Regions from separate parts of the Danio rerio genome. Here region 1 is linked to region 2. The links are chromatin contacts, called in public Micro-C maps. All regions are on one chromosome and are shown on one strand. The core of a region is the stretch at or near the end of the contact, and the rest is flanking DNA. Distances in the headings are between cores, read along the strand shown.

The links. A called contact is a pair of places that touch in the nucleus more often than the background predicts.
Region 1: a contact with region 2 is called in a Micro-C map of caudal fin, with 6 times the contacts expected there. The contact joins the promoter of nacc1a here to the promoter of si:dkey-283b1.7 in region 2. A contact is called at or near these places in 2 of 18 Hi-C or Micro-C datasets (caudal fin and an unstated tissue) and 1 of 4 datasets of contacts at active chromatin or transcription factors (embryo).

Annotation. Positions count from the first base shown.
Region 1 is chr3:32,559,720-32,565,598 of GRCz12tu, reverse strand. nacc1a (nucleus accumbens associated 1, BEN and BTB (POZ) domain containing a) reads right to left here and starts at 4,622. Exons shown (of 6, transcript NM_001423471.1): 1 at 3,534-4,622; 2 at 1-124. The coding sequence starts at 95.
Region 2 is chr3:32,243,383-32,248,994 of GRCz12tu, reverse strand. It overlaps si:dkey-283b1.7, which reads left to right and starts at 1,946. Exons shown (of 3, transcript XM_685794.9): 1 at 1,946-3,466; 2 at 4,247-4,376. The coding sequence starts at 3,113. It also overlaps a transcript of gtpbp1 not described here.

The DNA of each region.
Region 1 (5,879 bases), core at 3,373-5,872, 310 kb before region 2:
ACATCGCAGTACAGGCCCTGCAGCCGCTGCTCATTCAAACACTCCAGGACATTGTTGCCGAAGTTCGGGATCGCCATCTGAAGGGTCTGAGCCATGGCGCTATGGCCAGCACCACCAGAGAAATCTGAGCAGCACCGGAGGAAGAGAAGGAGGGAAAGACAGATGGAAGAGAAAGAAAGAGATCTTTGTCAGCGGCATTCTCTCAGCAGCACAGTAGTTCATCCCTGAAGACCCATTGCAAACCATCATTTGCTTCTGAAGCAGTAAAATCCACTGAATCCAACACAATTTATTGCAAAGACACAAACAGCTACCGGCAACAGACTGTTACATAAAAAGGTGAAATGTATAAGACCCTTGGGATGAGCTTGTAGGCAACTTCAGTAGACTGGCCTAAAACATGCGAACTCTGAAAAATAATAGGGGGGGTTGGCAATCCGCCTCTGAAATCCTGTGAGCTGGATGTGACTGCTAATCTGAATGAGATGGTGATTCAGCTGAGACAGAGATAAAATGGCACTCTTTACAGTACTACAGCAGGGAGGGAGAGAGGGGGAGAGCGCGAGAGAGATACTAAACCAGTGATTGAGGTCATAGTTGAGGAAGAGGGTGGAAAACAATGGGCTTTGACTGACACTGCAGTCAGTCTTATTACTGCTAAATGTGACACCATGAGCAAAGCCATCATTACAGCTCACAGCCATGCTGCCGGGGAAATTCATTATGAGGGTTTAACCTGCACTTTCTACATTAAAACACAGTGTCCAACACACTGCTACTGAGTTTAAAAGTAGTCTTTTAGATTTCTCATTTTTAAAGGAAGAACCACTTAAAATTGTGGGGAGGATAATTTAATGAGTCAGCAAAATGAGAAGAACATTTTGGGAAATCATGCATTAACATTTAGCAATCCCCATAAAAAACGACAGCTTATTATTCATAAAACATTTGGAGAAGTAAAAAACAGCCCTCAAATGATGTCCAACACGTCAGAATAACACTCAGATGTGATATACTTCACACATCAATATCAGACAGTGTTAGGCAGAACATCTGGGCACATGTTTCCCACACAAGCCATCACATTAAAAATCACTGAATCTGATCTGATCACACAGAACTAACAGGACGTTCATGGTAAAAGAAGTACCCTCTTTGTCTGACTTCAGGCTCGCTCCCCCCTCCCTTGCATGCACACACACACACAAACCATAGACATCAGACAAAACGGCTTGTTTACAGTTGGCCAGAGAGCAGTGGCACACATACACACTGAGAGGCCCAGGGTTTATTTAAGAAGCTTTCCCTCGGGGTGGGGGAGGAGAGGGACACCTTAGGTAGAGCGATCACAATGCGTGAGGAGGGAAACACTAACCTTTTAAAGAGTTTACTCACAACCCAAACTGCACATATGAGACTTTCAAAAAGGCATCATACTGTAACCAATGAAGCTTGAAAGCATCAATCATATATAAACTAAAACACAGAAAAAGTAAACTAATAAAAAAAAATAGTTTGCTTAATGATCATCCGTTTTATGAAATTAATCTCAATGACAAAATCCTTACTTTAACTAGTTGAAACCCAGTTTTAGGCAGTCAATATAAAAAAACAGCCAAGTCGACTTGAATTTCAAATATTGAAAATCAAATTACCAGACTGTGGCCATCATTTAATAAAGTAATTGGCATTTTAGTTACTATTACCTTAGGGCTGGGCCGATAAACGATATTATATTGGATCACAATAAAATTTGTCAACAACAATGATAAGCTCTGGACTTTTTTACTCTATATTGATCTAAGAGTCAATCACAGAGCAGAAATGTGCCACAATGGGAATCTAAAAGTGCTGATATTAGAGATGTAGGCATGCGCCGGTATAAGATTCTGACGATATAATAACCTTGGATAAAAATAATACGGTTGCATGGTATCACAGTATCGATATTACTGCTCCAAAATAAAAGCTCCAACCTATGGCACGCTTTTCGTTTGTTTATTGTCAGCGTTTTACGAGACGTTTCTCCGTATTCAGACCCAATCGATTTTCACTGGCGTCAAGCAAAAAAGGATGCAAGATCACTCTTGACGTTAAATGGCATTACACAACTTTAAGCTTCCGACACCCGCTTATAAAACAGAAGAAGAGGAGGAGAGGAAGTTCACACGCTTGCTGTTAAAGTTACGGGTGACTCGAATAAGCATGGATGGTTCAAGCAGCAACTCTAGCAATGAAGAAATGATTATTGTTCACAAGAGGAATAAGCAAAGAAACGTTCAAATCGCCTCTGGGCATCTTCTTCAATGTGCGCTCGCATTGACATTTTGCACTTGAGCGCCTCCAAGTGCTGTTTACTGTAACTTCAGCAGCTCTGTGCACATGAACAAAAGTGCCGATCTGATTGGTGGAGAAGGTTTTGACGCAGCACGTCAAAACAAAAAAACGAGCATGAGGCTTTTTTTTTAAAATGATGATTTTGCACCTGGCGTTTTGCGCATTGGTGTGCACGATCACATGGACGCCCTTTGTTTAGTCACGAGGTGTTAAACGTCGACGGAAAACGCAAGCAAAAAACGTCTCGGTGTGCACGGGCCTTAAGTTATTTTTAAATGTTTGGGCAAAAAACAGCAACTTTTTCCCAATTAAACACTATATATTTTATATTAAGAAATATGTAAAGTATTTTGGACCAGTAGCTTTTGATGTGGATATTCCTTTTCTGCTGGATGTACTGTTGCCCTAAAAACCTAAATAAAATAGTTGTGAAAAACATGCTAGAAAAAAAATATACCTTAAGAAAACCTTGGCGGTTTTAAAACCTTGACATTTCCAAGCCACGGTATACCTTGAAACCGGTTATCATCCCATGCCTATAGAGATGTACTGAATTTTCAGCCACCGAAAATTTAGCAGCCAAAAATGTGTTATGCCATTTAATGAGCTCTCTAATTTTGTGGCTACAGTCATTGTTAGGGTACTCTCTTAAATCTGAAAGCATTAACAATATATATATCATTATTATGCAAAATATTAATCAAGATTGCATCTTTGCCATATCACCCAGCCCTACTATTACCTTTCTTTAAATAGGGAAAAACTCAGCGATACTTTATATTTAGGGCTGCTTTTTATAGGAAACATAACAAAACAGTTCAAGACAGTAATAATAAAATATAAAGATAGTCATCTCACATATATTTAAATCACCGGGACAAAAGTATGCTGCACTAAATAAAACAGTTTTGATGAATTAGCTTATAAAATGTTACACACTTTTATATTATGATTTCAAATATATCACATAAACGGTTAAAATTCTGAAATATAATATGACTGGGGCCTCTTGAAAAGTTTACTCATACATACAAAAGGAACAACTCAGCTATAAAATGCTGTCTAATACTGTGATGCCAATCCCGTGTGATGGTAGTACAGAGGCAGCCATTGAACATACGACGGTGCATAAACTAACTCTAATCAAACAATGCAGAACAGTAGAGGGAAACGTAGGAGAAACATTAAGAGCAAACCTTTGGCCGCCAGACCTGCCAGTAGAGCTGTGTTATGAGGCTCTGTCGGCGGCAGGCTAACCGTGTGTCAGTCAATCTGCCCGTCCGTCCGGAGTTCTCCGCTGGCACGGGCCGTTGAAGAGCGATGGCAAAAGCGCCCACTATGAGCCACTCTGTCAGAAATGCAGCACCTACATGCGAGCAGCGAGCACAAACGCCGCGACGCAACGAGGATCGCAAGTTTGCTGCTCTTGTCCCGTCTTTACCAATGCGGAGCGAGCGTGCCTACATCCTCGGGCCTAGACGGGTCCGTCTCGAGCGCGGCACCGCCGAAATAAGGGTTCGCCCCGTTCTCCACGCCACTCAATTACAACGGCAACACTCAAGAATCTCCTACGACTCAACGTGCAGTCCGTTACTGGCAGCCGAGCGCATACTTTTCAGTCCACGGGATTTCAAAGTTAATGTTCCATAGCGATTTCGCGCTAGTTCGGATACCCCACCTTATCTTATTTCACAGACATCAACAGGTCATCCCGGGACAAATGCACGAACTGGGGGCGAGCCAGACTGAACCAGCGCTGACAGTAGGGGGGGTCAGCTCGACTCCGCCAATAAGAAAATGACTGAAGTACTCGTCGCCACAACAACATCAATCACGCTCAAAGTGGTACCTCCAGATGCAACGGCCAAATATCAGCCTTTTGGCAAGCAGATGAGAAAGATCCCGGAAATCGGCGTTTTAAATTAGCCAGATCGAACTCCGGAACATCTGCCAGCACGCGCGTTCAGCCATGTCAGTGAGGTCGGTGAAGTGGTTAAACTTTTTTTTGTTGGTACCATTAGTCTGCGCCCATCCCCCACCGCACACCTTCCCCAAAACAATGCCCCCCAAACACCTCAAAGCCAGCGGATTTCGGCCAAAATGCCAGGACAGCAGCTTGCGGCGACGCGCCGCCTCTCAAGGCCCGCTGCGGGCGCTCGAAGGCAGGATACTCACCCCTTAGCTGGAGGCCGTTTCAAAGTGTTTCAATGGAGTCCGACGCGCTCGCTCTCCTTCACTCTCTCGCCTCGTCTGTCTCGCGCTGGAAACAGCCATTCATTGTGGGCATAGGCGCGAAGTCGATCGCAGAGCCATCGAGCGCGAACTCTTTTTCCAGCGGGATACGGAGCGCAGAGCCACTGATCATGCATAGACTAGACATGACTCCCCGTCGTCACTCAATCGCATGATCATCACAGGCGCAGCCTCAATGCCAGGAGACCTATCCAGCGTCGAGATGTATTTGCGCATAGGCTGGCACAGCAACAGCGAAAAGAGCCACCGCCTCGTTTCCATACGTGCGCAAAAAGTAGGCCATGCCTCTACGTCTCGCCAGACAGATCCCCAATATAGAGCAGGCAGAGAACGCCATGAACTCCGCGAGGGAGCGTTAACGGGAACATCAAATAAAGTTTGCTTATATCGAAGACACGTTATTTCACCGCGTCCCGAAAGGATTAGCCTACCTAAATGGGATGCGCTTGCTTTAAAGATTCCTCGCGTGTTTAGGAATTCCTGTATCATCCATTACGATGTTAAACAATAACCAATGAAAAGGCCAATTGAGTTTGAGGGCGATTATTGATTTAGAAAGGCTGTTTATTAAAATATGTACGTTACATACTCACTGATGGCTCGAACAATCCATGTAAGTTTGCCCGCACCGTGAGAAAAGCACAAATCTGCAGGTCACATACAACTATGTGTTTGCTCTACAGGGTTAAAAAAAAAAAAAACATACGAACGCGTGACGTCACGTGCTGACCCTATAGATGTCCTTACATTACCCCGGTGAGCTACATTTCCAATTGCATTTTTGTGACTGAAAAACGTGCGCACGGGCTTCCGTAGTCACGATTTTGTGAAAGTGAAAACACTGGGTTGCCAGATTGGTGTATGCTTATTATTTTCACTGCAGTTCTGTGTGCTTATACTTTAGTTTATAGCATTTTGCTCACTTATCCAGAAGTGCTAAACTAGACATGCCTAGAATGGAATATTGTGAAATATATATATATATATATATATATATATATATATATATATATATATATATATATATATATATATATATATATATATATATATATATATATATATATATTTCTTTTTAATTGAGGGGATTTATTTGGGAAAAGCATGTTATATTTTAACGGATAAAAAATATATACATATCTAGTCACATAACTATAAAAGTAGTCTCAAAAGTTGTCCCATAGCTTCACACACAATTTCTATAATGGTTGTATAAATAATAAATTATTGTATATTTTCACAGCTCCTGACCTAAATTACTGGTTCATTTGTGACCATCACATTTACAC
Region 2 (5,612 bases), core at 697-3,196:
AACACATTCAGACTGTAACGCCGCTCACCGCTAGGTTAAAACCTGCTGCGTCGAGATAAACAAGTATCGCTACATATTACTGCTATCAGGACAACATGCTAAACAGATAATCGGCTAGACTGAAATCAGACTGATCCTCACTTCGCACATTTACGTGTTTGTTTAAATAAGTTCAGAAAATGAGTCATGAGTGTTTTTCTCCTGCTCATGAATTATTCACCCACATCCTGACCAATCGTTTCCTCCAGAACCGCCTCCATGTGCATTAATAGCCAATGACAAATCGTGGGCGGTGCATATATTTACTTGATTAAAATATAATTGCATAGCAAATGATGCAATCTTTACTTAGCAAGTAGTAAGGTTTGTTTCAGTACACGCTTGAGTAAACAGAAACAGAACAAAATAAAAATAAATAAAAAAATACAATAAAAACTGGCGGAAAATCTATTAAAATTATAATAATGGTGCATATCAGTGGATCACCATACGATTGTATTTAGAACCATGACAGTGAAAACACTTCAGTTGATGCAACTGAGTGAGGTACCAGTGAAATCACGTGCTGGAACAAACATGTAGGATGACTATCTTTAAAAAAAATGTTTCCTGATTATTATGTTACATGTAATCTAACTAAATTAAATTACAAAATGCTTTAGCCAGTATTCTGAGAATAATGTAAACTAATACAAACTTCAGTTATTTCGCCTTTGAAAATGTAGCCTATGTAAATCTAAATCTTTTGAATACCTACTTGTATTAAAAAAACTATTATAAATTAACCTTTAGCGGAATGTACAGGCTACTCAATCTATATGGAAAGCACAGCAAAATATGAAAATAAATATAGACATAATTATGTTTAATAATACACAAACAAAAAAATATATAATTGCAAATCAGTAATAAAAGTCAATAGAAAAAACAGCAATAATATAATTATTGAGCATGAAATTAACCTCTTTGGTCTGATTTTTAACAACACATTCAAATGTTGATATTGTCTGATGATATTATCTGATGATGATGATTGTCTTAACTGACATGCAAGTAAACAAATATCTCAGAGTTATTTTTAATATATATTTGAAATCAGAATTATTTGCCTAACATATTAGCCCCCATTTATTTTTTCCCCAATTTCTGTTTAACGGAGAGAAGAATTTTTCAACACATTTCTAAACATAGTTTTAATAACTTATTTCTAATAACTGATTTATTTTATCTTTGCCATCATGACAGTAAATTATATTTGACTAGATATTTTTCAAGACACTTCTACTGCTTCAAGCTTAAAGGCTTAACTAGGTTAATTAGGTTAACTGGTTATTGTAATTAGGCAAATCATTGTATGATGATCATGTTGGCTTGTTCGGCAGACAATGTAAAAAAATATAGCTGAAAGGGGCCAATAATTTTGATCTTAAAATGGTTATTAAAATTAAAAACTTTTATTCTAGCAGAAATAAAACAAATAAGACTTTCTCCAGAAGAAAATAATATTATTAGACATACTGTGAACATGTCCTTGCTTTGTTAAACATTGGTTGGGAAATATATTTTTTTTTAAAGGGGGGGGGGGGGGGGGGGCTAATAATTCTGACTTCAACTGTAAACATTACTTAATAATATATTATTTATTTTAATGTTATTATTATTTAACTTTATTATTATTATTTCTTTTTCAGCTCACAAATTTCACAAAAAAAGGTCCCAAATACACTGTCTTTGTCTTAAGTGGTCCTATGTCTCTTGAGCCAAGAATCAAAGGCACATTGTAGTGCACTAAAAGTTTCTCCTACCACAGTTTATGGTCTGATAATATTTTTCTTTCCTTTACTGTATTAGCACTATTGTGTCTTCCTTTTCTTTTTCATTCTTTTATTACCTGTTTTAACACATTTTAATCTGTTTTTATCTGTTTTTAATTTTTTTTCCTTATACTTGTCTTTTTATTCTTGTTTATGTAAAGCACTTTGATTTTCCACTGTGTATGAAATGTGCTATAAATAAGCTTGCCTTGCCTTTAGTAAAAGCACAAAAAAGTTTGCAACTGGACAGAACAATCACATCTGCCACAATGCTAATGAAAGTGCTCTTTAAGCATTATAGTTAGTTGTTAGAGTGTGAAATCCTCATTTAGCTTTACTCTAGCAGATAACCATGAAGTTTGTGATAGCTCTTAAAATAAACAGAAATGTGTTTCACTAATTCAGTGCTCACAACAATCAATGAAATTACAGATTATTTCTAGCTCAAGTTTTTGACAGTAAGCCTAAATGCCTTAAAGAGAAAGTATGGCGTTTGTCAAATTAAGTTACAAAGATTGACGATTTGGCCATGAAACCCCCCTGCTGCATTACAGTTTATATTTGACCACCAGATGGCGGAAGAGGAGTGTCAGTAAAATAGTAGGCTAGTAAATAAGAATATCCTATAAGTAGGCTAGTGACTATTTTAAAAAGTGGTAGTAATTAAACAATACTTACTAGCACTAAATAAATGTCAGCAGCTAATAAATAAGAGCTATTTAATGGAGGGCGGGGCTTTTCTGTCAACATTTTTTCCTTTTTTTTTCTGTCAAAACATGGAAAGTTTGGGAACCCCAACGTGACAATTCAGTTGTGTGGTAAGATGCAATGCAATTAGCACAATTGGATAAGATAACTATTACTTTTCGACAAAAAGCGAATAATATTCTGTGATACAGCTGCCAAATTGGACTAAGCTATTTTACTAAATAACGAGGCAATAAACCTTTTGCCATTTCCCCCAATATTATGCATACAATCTTATTCGTATTTAAAAAAAAAAAAAAAACTTAGTTTAATTTTTTTTTTTTTTTTTTTTTTTTTGCCATTTAGGTGTAGTTGTTATTATTTAGACCTAATTTGAATGATTTCGCCAACTCGTCTAATTAACTGAAAGAAAATGTATATTTCCCTTTAAAGTCAAACCCTCTGCCCTGTTTGTACAGTAGCCTGCTGCTGACAGTGGCATCGAGAGGTGGGACAGTTTTTTCTTGTCTTGTCATTGGGCAAATGTTCATGCGCTGCCCCGCGCGCACCATAACAAACGAGAGCCCAACATAAACAAACTGTCAGTAACGATGCTTTCTCTCGTCCTTTGCGTCCTGTTTGCACTTCAGCGCTTTGTTCTCCAAAGTGCATCAGAGTACTCGTCCAAATCCGAACTGGATTACGAATTCGGTGACTATCGAGGCAAGTTCTGCATGGACGATCAAGGATTTGTTTATGGCATCGGACAGGTTTATTACCCGGGCTCCACAGCGTGTCCATGCACCTGCACAGAGGACGGTCCCGTGTGTGTCAGACCCAAGTGCCCGCGGATACACCCGAGATGCACGCGCATCAAATACAAGTCCTGCTGTCCCGTATGTGAAGCGGTCAGTAAAGTTTGCTTGTTCCGCGGCAAAACTTACAGAGTGCTGGAGGAATTTAGGGTGAGTGTGACCTTTTTCAGGTCTTCCTTTCTTTTTCGTTCTTATTAATTAATTTAGGCCAATTTATTTAGTACTTAGGCTATTTATTTAGCCGTATGCCTGCAGTCTACCTGAATGTATGTAGCTAGATTAAAGCGCTTGCTTTAGCAAGCATAAACATGACGTCACAGTTTTTACAAAATCGCCTTTTTGCTCTCTATTTATAACTTAATATTATTTTTACCTTTCTTTTGGTGTTTAATAATTATCTGATTGATTAATTTACTTACTTATTAGGCATATGCATGTAGGCTACTTGTTTTTTTTAAATAACAAACATCGATACACAAAAAAGACAATGACAGTAACAATGATAATAACTTAACAGATCAAGTTAAATTATATTATATATTATAAACACATATAAAACAGTAAAAAAAAATAGGAAAAAACAAATCAACATACATTAATAACGCAGATACAGCTAGACTAAACTTCCTGGAATGTGTTGAGGAAAGTTGGAGCTAAACTCAGCAGGGCATCAGCCCTAAATAAAATAGCATGAATCTCACAAATTTGTTGGTTCTTTATATTTATACCTATACAAATCATAGCTTACTAAATATTAAACAAACAAAAAAAATAGACAACTAAAAAAGTTTATATTTTTATGTCCTGCCATTATCTGAGAAATTCATGTTTTGCCTGTTCTGTCAATTAATAATAATAATAATAATAATAATAATAATAATGCCCTAATTGAATTCTGAAGTAATTAAAAGTAGTTCTTGTTTAAAACAGTTGTCACCCTGTGAGCGCTGCCGGTGTGAAGTCAACAAAGAAGTTTACTGCACCATATCCGGCTGTCCAGCTTTGCATTGTGTAAATCCTGTATACGAACCCAACCATTGCTGTCCGGTGTGCAAAAGTGGTAAGAGTTTACACATGCAACATCACATGTGCATTAACAATTTACCCAATTTTTTTCTAAACATAATCACATGCACCTTTTAAACTGTTGTGCAACTCTTGAGGATCAATGGAGTTACATTGGTTATTTCTTGTCTGTTGATTGATTTGTGCTCGATTACAGCATACTTCTGGGTGATGTCATGGAAAAAGAGTGATGCAACGGAACTGTTCGATAGATTGCTTACTACCATGCGGGGTATAAATAGGAACTAGATCGTGGCGTGCTGGGATGGCACAGGCACTATGGGGCATTGGGCCATCCCTGACAACAGAAGGCAAGAGCTGGACAGATTGCGTGTGATAAGTTTGTTCATGTAGAAATTAGAAAGTAATGTGTGGAGACTTCAAAGCATGCAGATTTTGGCTATGCATTTGTGCAGTCATTTTGGCACATTTGCACATTTTGGTAAATCTAAGAAGTCACCCTCTTAATTAAAAAGCCATTTAGTTTTAGTTTTATCTTATAGTTCTAGGTTATGGTTAGGTTTAGACTACCTAAGCTTTTTTGTCAACTTAATATGATAAGATCCACATCAGAGATAAATCTAAGAGGTAGTTAAATAAAATATTTGCACACACATCACATACTCCCTATGAAAGCAGAAGTTGACTTATAATAGTGATGTGAAGGTTTGCCACACAGACACAATTTTAACTGTTCTTCATCTTAAAATCTCCTCTTATAAAAAAAAAAAAAAAAACAGAACTTGGGCTTCCCTATGACACATATATGAGTAAAAATAGTATTAACTGATATAAGAAAAAGTTGTATTAATGTTAATGCATTTGCAAACAATAAACAATGTAAACTAATGTTATCTAGCATGATCTGTCATTCAATAAGACAGTAAATGTTGAACTATGATAAAAAAAAATGCTGTACAAATATTGTTCATTAGTTCATCTTAGTAAATACATGAACTGACATTAACTAATGAAACCTTATTATAAAGTTTCCAAATTATATTGAAAAATTGAACACAACTGTTGTATTTGTTAGTATTTTATGCAAGTTTGGGTCAAAACAACCCTTTTTTTATGATGAAATATTAGCATTTTTAGTGCATGCAATATACTTAATTCTTTCAAGAAGGAATATTTATTTGTGTAAATTACAGAGGTTTATCCTTTGTACAGCTTTTTCAGTCTTTGGAATGGAATTTTTATTTATAAATTAATAAAAATAGAAAATGAT